Regions from separate parts of the Zea mays genome. Here region 1 is linked to region 2. A link is a contact called in public Hi-C data. All regions are on one chromosome and are shown on one strand. Each heading gives the region's core, a stretch centred on a gene start, on an enhancer-like site or on the middle of the called end of the contact. The rest is flanking DNA. Distances are from core to core; before and after follow the strand shown.

Region 1 (5,651 bases), core at 2,698-5,197, 820 kb before region 2:
GAGCCCCCCCGGGTATTATACTTTACCCGCGGGTCCCCGCGGATATCCGAAATAGGCAAATAGCTAATTGCGGCCCACCTGGTAGGCAAATAGCCCAGCCCACACGGCTCTAACCCTAGGCCACCCGGCCACACCCAGGCCCCCACCCGCCACTCCGCCAGGCCGCCACCCACCCCCACTTGGCCACTCCCCCAGGCGGGCAAGCATGGCGCCCATGCCCCAGCCCCTAGACCCTAGATTCCAGACCACGTCGCCACCGCACCACCGGAGTCTATGGCCAGCCACCGCCCTCGCCCACCCGCGAGCCAGCGAGCGCGAGCCGTTGAGTCCCTGGCTCCCTGCGCGTGCGAGACCAGAGATCTAGGCAGCGAACGAGCCATGTCCGTCCCCCGCCACCAGCGACCAGATGGTGCCGGTCATCCCTGCTGCGACGAGCTGGCGCCGTGAAGCCGCCCTCCAGGCCTACAACTCTAGTAAGTTGCAAGCACTTATACCTATTTATGTTCTCTTATTTATAATATGCTCATATGGACCGTGGACTGAACTATGAACTTATAAATAATTCGAGGAGCTGAACTCTTTTCCTTCATAGGGTTTTGTCACGAAGTATGAGTTTTTACTTAGAAAGGTTTTTAATGAGACAACACTACACTAAGGCTCCAAAACATTTAAAGACTATTTTGTAGCCTATTTGCCTTGTCTTATGTTGGTTTGAATGTCTAGTTGGTTAATGGATTGAATTTATGTTCAGTTTTGATGTGAATGTAAGGTTTTTCTGTTAAATGTGATGTTTTATGTACAAGTAAGGTTTTTCTGTTAAATTTAATGTATTCTGTGTATTTAGTTACTGGATCCGAGTCCTGCACGACACTAACAGGCTGACCGTGCCCCAGCTGAGCCTAGCCTGACCCGCATAATAGTGGGCGTGCCGTGCTTGGACAACAAAACTAGCCCACGGGCCAGCCCTACCCGACCCGTGAAAATAACGTGTCATGTCATGTCCTGGCATGCCCGTGCCACCCACCGAGCGGCACCCAGTTGAGCCGAGACGAGGCTGTCTCGTTTTTAACCCTAGCTCTGGCTAGACACCGGCGGATATTCTCGCGCCTGTGTTAAAAAAAGTGCAAGATATTGTGAGAATAAACAGACGATGCGGATCTGCCGTTCTACTGTGTTCTAGTCTTCTCGGCCGACAATTTGATCGATAACCACATGGTGATATATAATCAAGTTAGGCATGCATTTTTCCACAGCCATGTATGTCATCATGAGTTAGGTACACGAAAGTAAATAACTCCCGCGCGCTGAAACTCTATTGTTCCATCGATCGGTTACAACTTACAAAAAAAAAAAAAACTCCGGCCTTGACAATTGACGGATTCGTCGAGCTCGAAGAACGAAAAATGAGACGGAGGAAGTAGTCAGAGATGCATAGAAATAGAGGGTGTGGGTGTGGCTCCTTCCTGTCAGAGAGGGTCAAAGCAGCCACCTGAATTCAAATCAAGGACAAGGACTCGCCGAACCCCAGTCGATCCCTATGCGTGCGTGTGTGTGAGAGAGAAGTGGCCATGACCCATCATGATCCATCCGATAGTCAGCCCAGCCCCATCTCTGAACCGTACGTTCACGGCAGAGAAAATGAGCACAAAACTTATATATATGTGTGTGTATGTAAATCCGCGAAATATAAATGGCGCTCGTCGATCTCATGCATCGCTCGCATCGCTGCTTTTCCACGCTGAAACGAGCCCCCCGGCTGTGGTCGTTGATTAAAGAAGAGGTAAAGCGTCGCTGCTACTACGCTAGCACGGGAAGTCGAGTCGGCAAAGGAAGAGCAGTAGGTCATGATTGCGCACATGAGATCGATGTCGACGTCTAGCCCCGGATTTGATGCGCGGCGCTTAAGCTAGCAGCTAGGCTCCCGTTAGTGACTCACCGGTGACCGTGTACACTTTAGATGGTCAATAACCACGAGACCCGTGAGCCCGGCACGAAGCCTGCTGTTCGGACCCGATCCGAGCCCGGCACGGTCCGGTTCTATGCGGGCTCAGGCCGGTCCGGTACAAATAAGCGGGCTGGGCTCGGACAGGAAACTAGTCACGGTGGGCTAGCCCGCCACGACCCGTTTACCTCTAAGCTCGTTAAGCCCGTTATTTTACACTAAAACGTGCTTGTCGGCCCGCATATCCGCTTTTCGGCCCGCTTTTTTCGTGCTAAACGAGCCGGCCTGGCCCGTTTAGGCTCGATGCGGGCCGAGCTCGGACAGAAAATTAAACTCACCTGCTTAGTCGGTCCAGCCCAATTTTATAACCGTGTCTAGCGGGCCGGGCTTCACCGGACCCGAGCCGGGCCGGGCTTCACTGGGCCCGAGCCGAGCCGGGCGGCCCGTTTGGCCATCTCTACTGTACACTAAGGCTCCTATTCCACTCTCCAATTCAAACTGCACTCGCTCGTTTGCCTTGCACGTCGTTATTGACGAAGATGGCCTAAGATTTTTTTTGAGGCAATTACTGTACGAAAGACCTACAATACTTTTGTATTAAAAAAATATTATGTACAAGGTTATAGGAAGAGATTAGAGAGGGGATTAAAAAAAAGATCTGTTGTAGCCATGCTCCAATTCTATTGGCTGTCTGAAGGCTTCACTCTATGGCAAATTAGGAGCATCTCTGTAACAAACACACTTTGCATTCGTTATTGGCGTGGTATGTTTTCAATTATTGGTGGTATGTTTTTAAAGATTCATCCATTTCTATTTTTCCTTATGCACCAAATCATGATTATGAGGTACCTTCGCTCGTATTTGCTGAATAGCTAAGAGATGGTTAGAACGTGCGTGGTGGAGTCACCCCAGTTAGTTGCCAGCATCTCTTTGCATACTAGCAATTTACGAAGATCTGCGGAAGGATCTCTTCTTTCTAAAGTATGCAGTTTTTCACATGTATACGAATCTAACTCCATACTTCTTCACCTGAGCAGAGACTTCGTGTTTAGCCTATTTTTTTTCAAGAACAGACAGAATAAAACCTATATTCCGGTTGACACTTTATCTTCCACAACTAAACATAAGCTGGATGGACTGTCATAGTCACAGTCATATGTTTGTGTGCTTTTTGTGAAGAATATTGTTGTGCTCCTCAATTGTGCGACCATTTGTTCCGTTGATCAGATATCTGTTGGCTTTGTAAGGCCTGCCTTAGACTTCGAGATGGCCTAATATCGATAGATTAGCTTGTCCTCAAGGTAGGCTGCTGGCCTAGCCCCGCGTGACCCATCTTTTGTTGCCTTCCACGTGAAGCCTAACTAGGATTTTATCTTTATCCTTGCCCGGTGTGCTTGCATGTGTGGAATGAAACGGCGACAGACGGAGACGGTTATTATGTGTCTGTTTGATTCAGCTTTTTTTCTGACCAGCTTTTCTGGAAATCTGGCTGTGGGGAGAATCTGAGTATCATTACGATTACACGTGTAGGAAGATAAATTTGTTCATAGGGCTCAGGATCTAGAAAGTGACAGATTCCTACTATTACAACGACTCAACCGATTATGTGTTTATGTTGATTTTGAATGGTTTTTGCCCCCAACAAATTTTATAGAAGCTGGCTCAAAAGCTGAGCGTTTGGCAGTCTGCAGCAGTTTTTGGTGGCCAGAAGCTGTAAGAAGCCGAAACAAACAGGACCTATATATACAGGCATACAGCCATCCAAAATCGTCGATCTACTAGCATGCTGTGAAATTGCCGATTCTCGCCCCGGCCGTAGACAAAACGAGCGAGCATTGACTTTTGAGGGCCCGAGAGCCCACGTCGGTCGTCTTTCAACCTCGAGTAAAACCACCACAGTGGACTGGACTGGACAGGACACACACCGATCCCTTCTGAAAAATCCCCCTCCCCTCCCCGAGGTTGCAGCGGCGAGGGAGGGGAGAGATAATAATAATCGCAGGAGGGAAAAGCAGCAGCGCAGGCGCAAAAAGCAAATCAAAGCCACACCACCACCACCACCGGCAGCTGCCGAGAGCCGCGCCCGCGCCCGAACACAAGGGAGAGCGGCCGGAGAGGAAAGCCAAATCCATCCACTCCACCCCGTACGCCGCCGCCGTCCCTGTCCCTCCCCTCTTCCCGCGCGCATGGGCCCCAAATCGCCAGCGCCGCGACGAGCGCGCCTGCCCCCGCGGCGGCGGTAGCAGCAGCAGCAGCTGCTGCTGTGTGCTTCGCGTCTTCGCCGGGGATGGCGCGGCTCGGGCGAGCGGGCTGCCGCTCCGGTCCAGCCCGAGGTGAGCACCCTCCCCCCCATCTGATCTGCGTGGGCCCTAGCCTCCTTGCTGCTCCTTGCTTCATGGAAGGCTTGGTGCGATGGGCTCGAGTAGTCTGGGCGCGTGCCACGATTGTGCTTGCCCGATTTGAGGTTCTGCCGGCGGGGAAATGACGGCTCCACGGCGGGGTCTGGGCTATGGGAGGGCGCGCTGCTCCAACTACCGTCGGGAGCTCGTTACCAACATTTGGGCGCACAGTGGGAAAGCTCGCCTGTAGATTCGAGTCCGTTTGGGGGTAGTGGGAGCGGCGGATTCGAGTTCACATGTAGTCTTCCAGGCGCCAGCAGCCATGGAACAATCAATACGGTAGAGATTGTGCAGCCTATGCTTAACAGTGAGGAGGATGTAATGGACACTGCAGCAGATACTAGGCAGTTTCATATTCGTAGTCTCTGTGGCCTCCTTGCTTGTGGGGGGAAAAAGTAATCTTTTTTGTCCGACTCCGATGCTTATGTTTTATTCAAACGCACTCGTGTGTAAAATCGATGGGTGCGAGAGTGGACAAATCTGAATGAGGTGAAACAATACCTTGGATAATGAATCGGGAAATGGCATAGCTATCCTGTTTAAATTAACAATGCCAAGCCTTGGCAAAGAACATCTGATCTGCTGAACATGTATCATGGTATGATTCAAATGATCGAGAAGGTCGGATACTAATGTGTCAGTTAATAATGTTTGGCACAAGGGAGTGGAGGTATTTTGTAATTCAGATGGAACACAAGTGTGTGTTTATGTGCATATGGACATTTCTTTCTCTGCCTACAATTGTATCATTCAAGGGCATACGTAAAGGGCAGATATGGTACGACCTTTTTATCTTACCACCTTAGAAGGGCTCCATAACATTTGTATGTTGTTTTTAGGGAGCCAATGAGCCATGGGCCACCAGAATCTTTTGTCTACGCTTTATGCCCATTCCACACAATGTACTTTCTTGCTTAAAATAATTCTCACTGGATGGTGTACAGCTTTTTTTTCAGGAATTCCTGAAGACACATTGAGAAATTTTATGTCCAATGTCTTGCCTGCTGTATTGATCCTGGAGTTTCTCAGTGGGACCAATTTGATTGTTCAAACGTTTGCTCTAGAAGTAGTCGCCCCTGCCATGCCTCCATTCCAAGGTTGGGGACCATTTCATTCTTTGGCATCCCAAACTAAAGTCCTTGTGAGTGTTTCTGCACAACCAGATGATGGCCTCCAAAGACAAAAGAAGCTATATTCATCAGCAGTTGCCATGTCATCCACACATCCTCCTATTTCAGCACCTAGCTATCGTTACATGCCTGGTGCTTTAGATCTTGCCATTTATTCCTCAGATCTATCACGTCCTCCAG
Region 2 (5,412 bases), core at 1,670-4,169:
CAAATATGAGCAAACAAAAATTATTCTAAAGGCAAATACAATCAAACACTTGAAGAAAAAAATTCTTTACTATTATTGCTACTAATATTCTAAATATATTATTTTTAGTTGATGGTTTTGAGGTGTTACAGTTGTGCTTTTGTGAATGACTAATGTTAAATCTGTTTATTTGAAATCTAGGGAATCAATGCGAATTCTGTGAATTTTCTGTGAATTTTAGTATTTTTTGTGATTTCTGGGTTTTAGGGCATGCTGGGCCAGTGGGGGCACGACCTGTAGTGGCCCAACAGGCTGTCAGGCCAACCCGACACGATTTGGACCTGTCCGAGCCGTGCTCGGACACACGTCCTGGCACGTGACCCGGTCCGGCACGACCTGGGTAAATATCGTGTCGTGCCAGGCACGAGCCTGTTCGTGTCGTGCCTGAGCGTGCTCGGGCCAGATCGACATCTATAATTTCTCCACACATAACTCTTTCTTAGTCACTGTGCCGAGAAGGTATACACCGAAGAAAAATGGACAGAGAGAGTATTAGTAGGTGTTAGCTGCTTCAACCTAGCTAAAACCAGGTAACAATTTTTTAACTGACTAACTATCAACTCTAGAAATTTGAAACAGTGGCCTTATTCCTCCTAGAGCATGTTGCCCGTGCCCATAGCATTATGTCGTCGCCAACGACTACCATCCCTACAACAAACCATACTTGTGTTTAATGCTCATGAGAGCGCACCGGCCGATCCATCTTGCATGCATCAACAGTGCTGCCGCCGATCACTTGCTTATCCTATGTTCCCTCGCTCATGGTCGTCGTGAATTACGCAGAACAGAAGCATTAGTTAATCTACTTTCCTTTTAAGGAAAAAAAAGAAAAGAAAACAGGCACGCCACGCAAGCAAATAAGAACCTCTGATGCTGCTCCAAAGACGCGCCACAGCCACAGCCTAGCTAGTTATTAATTAGACCCCACTTCAACAGTAAAACACAATGACAAACTGATGACAGTGTACGTATCTGGCACGAAGCGCCAGAGTAAAAACGGCTCGGACTGATCCACCGGCGCCGCCCGTAGTACTTACACGCTTAACTGTCATGGCGAATAGCAGCATTACCATTCTAGGCTAACAGAAATGCAATACTCTCCAATAATGGCAAGTCATTGACGACTAAGTAGAAGAAAAATCTTACTATAATTGTGGCTATAAACTAAACACATATCTAACTCGGTGAAATTTGGATGTGAGCGTGACAAACTGTGACAAGTGAGACAAAAAAAACTTAGGGCTTGTTTGCAGGGTTGATCCTGACATTTTAGGGCCCTTGAGCGAAAGCTAATTTAGAGGGCCCTCTCATCATCCTCTCTATATATATGTATGTATGTAATATATATTTATATACAAAGTTTTTTAAAAAACATGATCATTGATCACAAATGATTTTTCAATAAATTTAGTTTTTAAAAGTTTTTTTAAATGGAAAAGTCACTGAGATTCAATATGCAATAGAGAGATTAGGATAAAAATCCATATCTATTATATTTAAAAAAAAATATGTAGCAGATAATACTCCATTTAAAAATCTCTTATCTTGGTCTTTTGCTCGCTTGGTGCCAAAGTAAAATAGATAAAATTCCGCTTTAAAATCCTATATAGAATATATTAATAATCAACCATTAGTTCGTGAGATTGAAAAAATATACACATATAATATAAGAACTAGTACAACATACACTATGGCTACAATCACCTAATGAACACACACTCAGCGCCTCGCCACATCGCGTTAGGAGTCTGCGACGATTTGTTTGCTCTGTGACTGCAATAGACTCATCGATTCGTTTCTCAGATTTTCAACAAGCTACAGCTAGCGAAAGGACTACCGAATAGTGTCTCAACTAAGACCAATTACTAAATATCCATAGCACATATCATATACTTATATTTAGTACATATTTGGGGGGCCTATACCTTCGGGGCCCTGGGCGGCTGCCCACCCCTAGGGCCGGTCCTGCTTGTTTGGCAGCAATGTTTCTCAAAATCATGGCTTTACAATACTATACTTGCAATTGTTATGATAATACCGTGGTTTTGATAGCTCCAAAAATAACATGGTTTTGACAAACATTGTTTGGATAGAACATTGTAAACCATGATATTAAGCAAGAGCTAGTCATATCATGAAAATACTTTGGATTGGAGTGGAGTTTTCAATACTCCAAAAATACTTTGGTGTCTACAAAACCATGGTTTTGAAAATATACTTTCCAGGAATGCAACTAAACATTTCATGACATAAAATACTATGGTATTAGCCAAACCCCAAAAAAAACTTCACTCCAATCATGTCCTTTATAGTACCACCCACCATGCATGTGTCACGCATGCATTGCAATTGCATGCATGCAGCCGTAGCTAGCAGAATGCCAATGTATGCAATGCAAGCTTCCACTGGAATTTCAATTTCAAAGGCATGCACTGCACAACCACAGCCCACAGCTAGGCGTCACCGTACCATTTATCAAACCGCGTCGAGATCTGAGAGAGAGAACAAAAAAGAAAAAAAAATCCGCCTTTACTTCGTCGTCTCTCCATGCACGGCGCCATGCATATGCATATGCGTCGTATGCAAGGCCAGCAAGGGTGGTGGTGGTGGCTGGTGAAGTGACCTGGGGAAATTTTAATGGCGGTCACAGGATGGCATGCAGTAAAGAGCAGCAGCAGGTACCCTGCCTCTCCTTTAAGCCAGCCTCTCTCCTCCTTAACGCCCGCCACCTACCGCGCTGCTGCTACCCCGCGCGGCCGCGCCCCTCTGTCCGACTGTCCCGGCCGGCCGATGAGCTCGCTGCGCCGTCTTCAATACCGCCCAGCCGTCTCCCCCGCTATAAAAGCACCTGCCTCGCCACCTCTCTCTCCTCACGATCACACACCACTCCACAGCAGTAGCAAGAGGGATAGAGCAAGGCCACACACACACACACACCACTAGGCTAGGTTAGCCTTTTAATCGTCGTCGAGAAGCAAGAAGGGCGCGCACGCAAGCAGGCAAGCAAGAAGAGAGCCGATCGACCGAGAGCTAGCACGCGATGGCGAGGTCTTCCAAGATGATGGTGGCGGCAGCTCTGCTGGCCTTGGCCCTGGCCGTGTCGACCGCCGAGGCGAGGAACATCAAGACCACGACGACGGAGAAGAAGGACGACGCGGTGGTGCAGCCGCAGACCTTCCCGCCCTTCGACCGCCTCGGCGGCGGCGCGTCCCCGGCGTTCGGCGGCCTCCCCGGCGGCAGCATTCCTGGCAGCAGCATTCCCGGGTTCAGCATGCCCGGCAGCGGCAGCAGCCTACCCGGGTTCAGCTTGCCCGGCAGCGGCAGCATGCCCCTCTTCGGCGGCGGCTCCCCGGGCTTCAGCGGCTTCGGCGGCATGCCCGGGTCGCCCACCGCCGGCTCCGTCCCCGAGCACGCCAACAAGCCCTGAACGCCAACAAGCGTGGTAGTAGAGTGGTGCTACTGTTACTGTAGTACGTCGTCGTCTTCATGCATGCGTGGTTCGTGGTTTCCCCTAGCTCCATACGAGCAGTAGTTGGGCCTTGCACGTACCGTACGTCTAGCTAGCTATATATATATAGCTTGTGTTCTACTGCCTTTTAGTTTAATTACCTGCCTGCATTGGAGAGTTGGATCTGTTTCATTTGGTGGTGTTTGCTTTACTATTAGGTCAGTATCTGTTTGTGGAGACTTGGTGTTTAATTTATTTAGCCGTTTGTGACTGGTTGTAGCTAGCGGTGGTGCGGTGGTGATGTTCTTGAGGCATGAATAATGCTACATGCATGTGATGTATCCATGTTTTGTGTGTGGTAAACCTGTTGTTTGTATAAGCTGTATGCATGGGTCTTTAATTTGTTTTTGAAGCAGGGTTCACGTTATTAATTTGTCACTACTTTGTTCGGTTCGCATCATTAATTTGTCACTACTTTTGTTTTGAGTGACTTTCGGAATCTCTGAAAAAAAAGGTCATTCCAACGTACTACACAAGTTAGGAAGCAAATGCAGCAGATAACATATGCAAGGCATATATATTACACACCCAGACACGAACGAAAGCATCAAACAGCTGGACAGTACAGTTTAGGATAAACTAATGAAGAACCATTTCAAACGAAGTGGGAAGAAAAATAGTCAATAATAATAAATTACGAGCAAGCTTTTAAGTCACGGACATGTCAGTGTACTGCTGCGGCAATTTAATGCTCTATATGTGGTGTAGTTACTGCTTATGTCCTCTGGGCTCTCGGATCCCTATCTAAACAAACCGTCGTCCGTGGAGACGAGATAAATCGATCAAACACGCAGTAAAAAAATGGTATTTTCTAACCGTTTCGAATGCGTCATGCTTTCAGAATGCTGAATGCCATTTTTTCTACTCAGTTCCCAATCTATCTTCAGCAATCAGTCAGTGACTACCCTCCACGCAAAATGAACGCTCGGCCTCTCTGTATTCTCAAATCCACGGGTTTCTCTCTTCTTTGGGCTGGATTGGTGGACAGATAAATGGAGAGATCCATGAGAAAGTTCGAATAGAGAGGCGATTCTCCATACTTGTACACCAAATCAATCCTAAGAGCTTGTTTGGGAGCAAATGTAATGGATGGAATTGGGGGCTATAATTTCTCACTATTCAACTTTAAGGGGGTGTTTGGTTTCTAGGGACTAATTTTAGTCTCTCTATTTTATTCTAATTTAGTTTCTAATTTTCTAGGCTAAGTTGATGAGCCTTGTTAATGATGCACTGTAACAAGTCTGCTACGAGAACAAAAAGTAGCGGTGAGACAGTTCATCACATCTTTATTCACTGTGTCCTTCCGAAATATGTTTGGAGATATCCTCAAGGAGGGTTCTGATCCGAAAATTCAACCAAACTCGGAGTATCCTGAATGGTTGTGGCACTTGCTCGACAAGCTTCATGTGCTAAGGGTGTGTTTGGTTGTCTGCATCTGCGCGTGTTTGCATCGCGGAATGCGGGTAACTGTTGTTTGGTTGCTGTGAGCCAGGCTATGCGCGTGCGAGATCTGTGTTTGGTTGCCTGCATGCAGATTTGGATCCAAGCTCGCACGATCCTCAAAGCACCATGAGCCAGGCTCACCAGATACGAGCAGATTGGTCGCATCTCTAGAGCCAGCCTTCAGTGATCCTAGCTCACACAGCCAGTGAATGAGTTATGGAGGAAAGAACCCAAGACACTCTCTTATGAAGGCCTGAAGTGTTTTGTTTAAGAACTGATCTGGAATCGCAGAACGAAACAAGACATGTTCTATTGTTCTTTTTTTATTCATATAGTACTAGACAACATGAACACTTTTTATGGTTTTTTTGGCAACTACCTGGGATGTTAAAATGTTTCTATTTGCTTGGTTTCGTACTGTT

What was found. Hi-C and Micro-C count contacts between places; a contact is called where the count stands out from the background.
Region 1: a Hi-C map of ear shows a contact between it and region 2, with 1.8 times the contacts expected there. The contact joins the promoter of LOC100279235 here to the promoter of LOC542405 in region 2. A contact is called at or near these places in 3 of 25 Hi-C or Micro-C datasets (bundle sheath, ear and tassel).

Annotation. Positions count from the first base shown.
Region 1 is chr3:35,679,784-35,685,434 of Zm-B73-REFERENCE-NAM-5.0, reverse strand. LOC100279235 (putative protein kinase superfamily protein) reads left to right here and starts at 3,947. Exons shown (of 8, transcript NM_001152256.1): 1 at 3,947-4,275; 2 at 5,298-5,651. The coding sequence starts at 4,230.
Region 2 is chr3:34,854,937-34,860,348 of Zm-B73-REFERENCE-NAM-5.0, reverse strand. LOC542405 (MFS18 protein) reads left to right here and starts at 2,919. Exons shown (of 1, transcript NM_001138443.1): 1 at 2,919-3,924. The coding sequence starts at 3,080. The coding sequence ends at 3,466.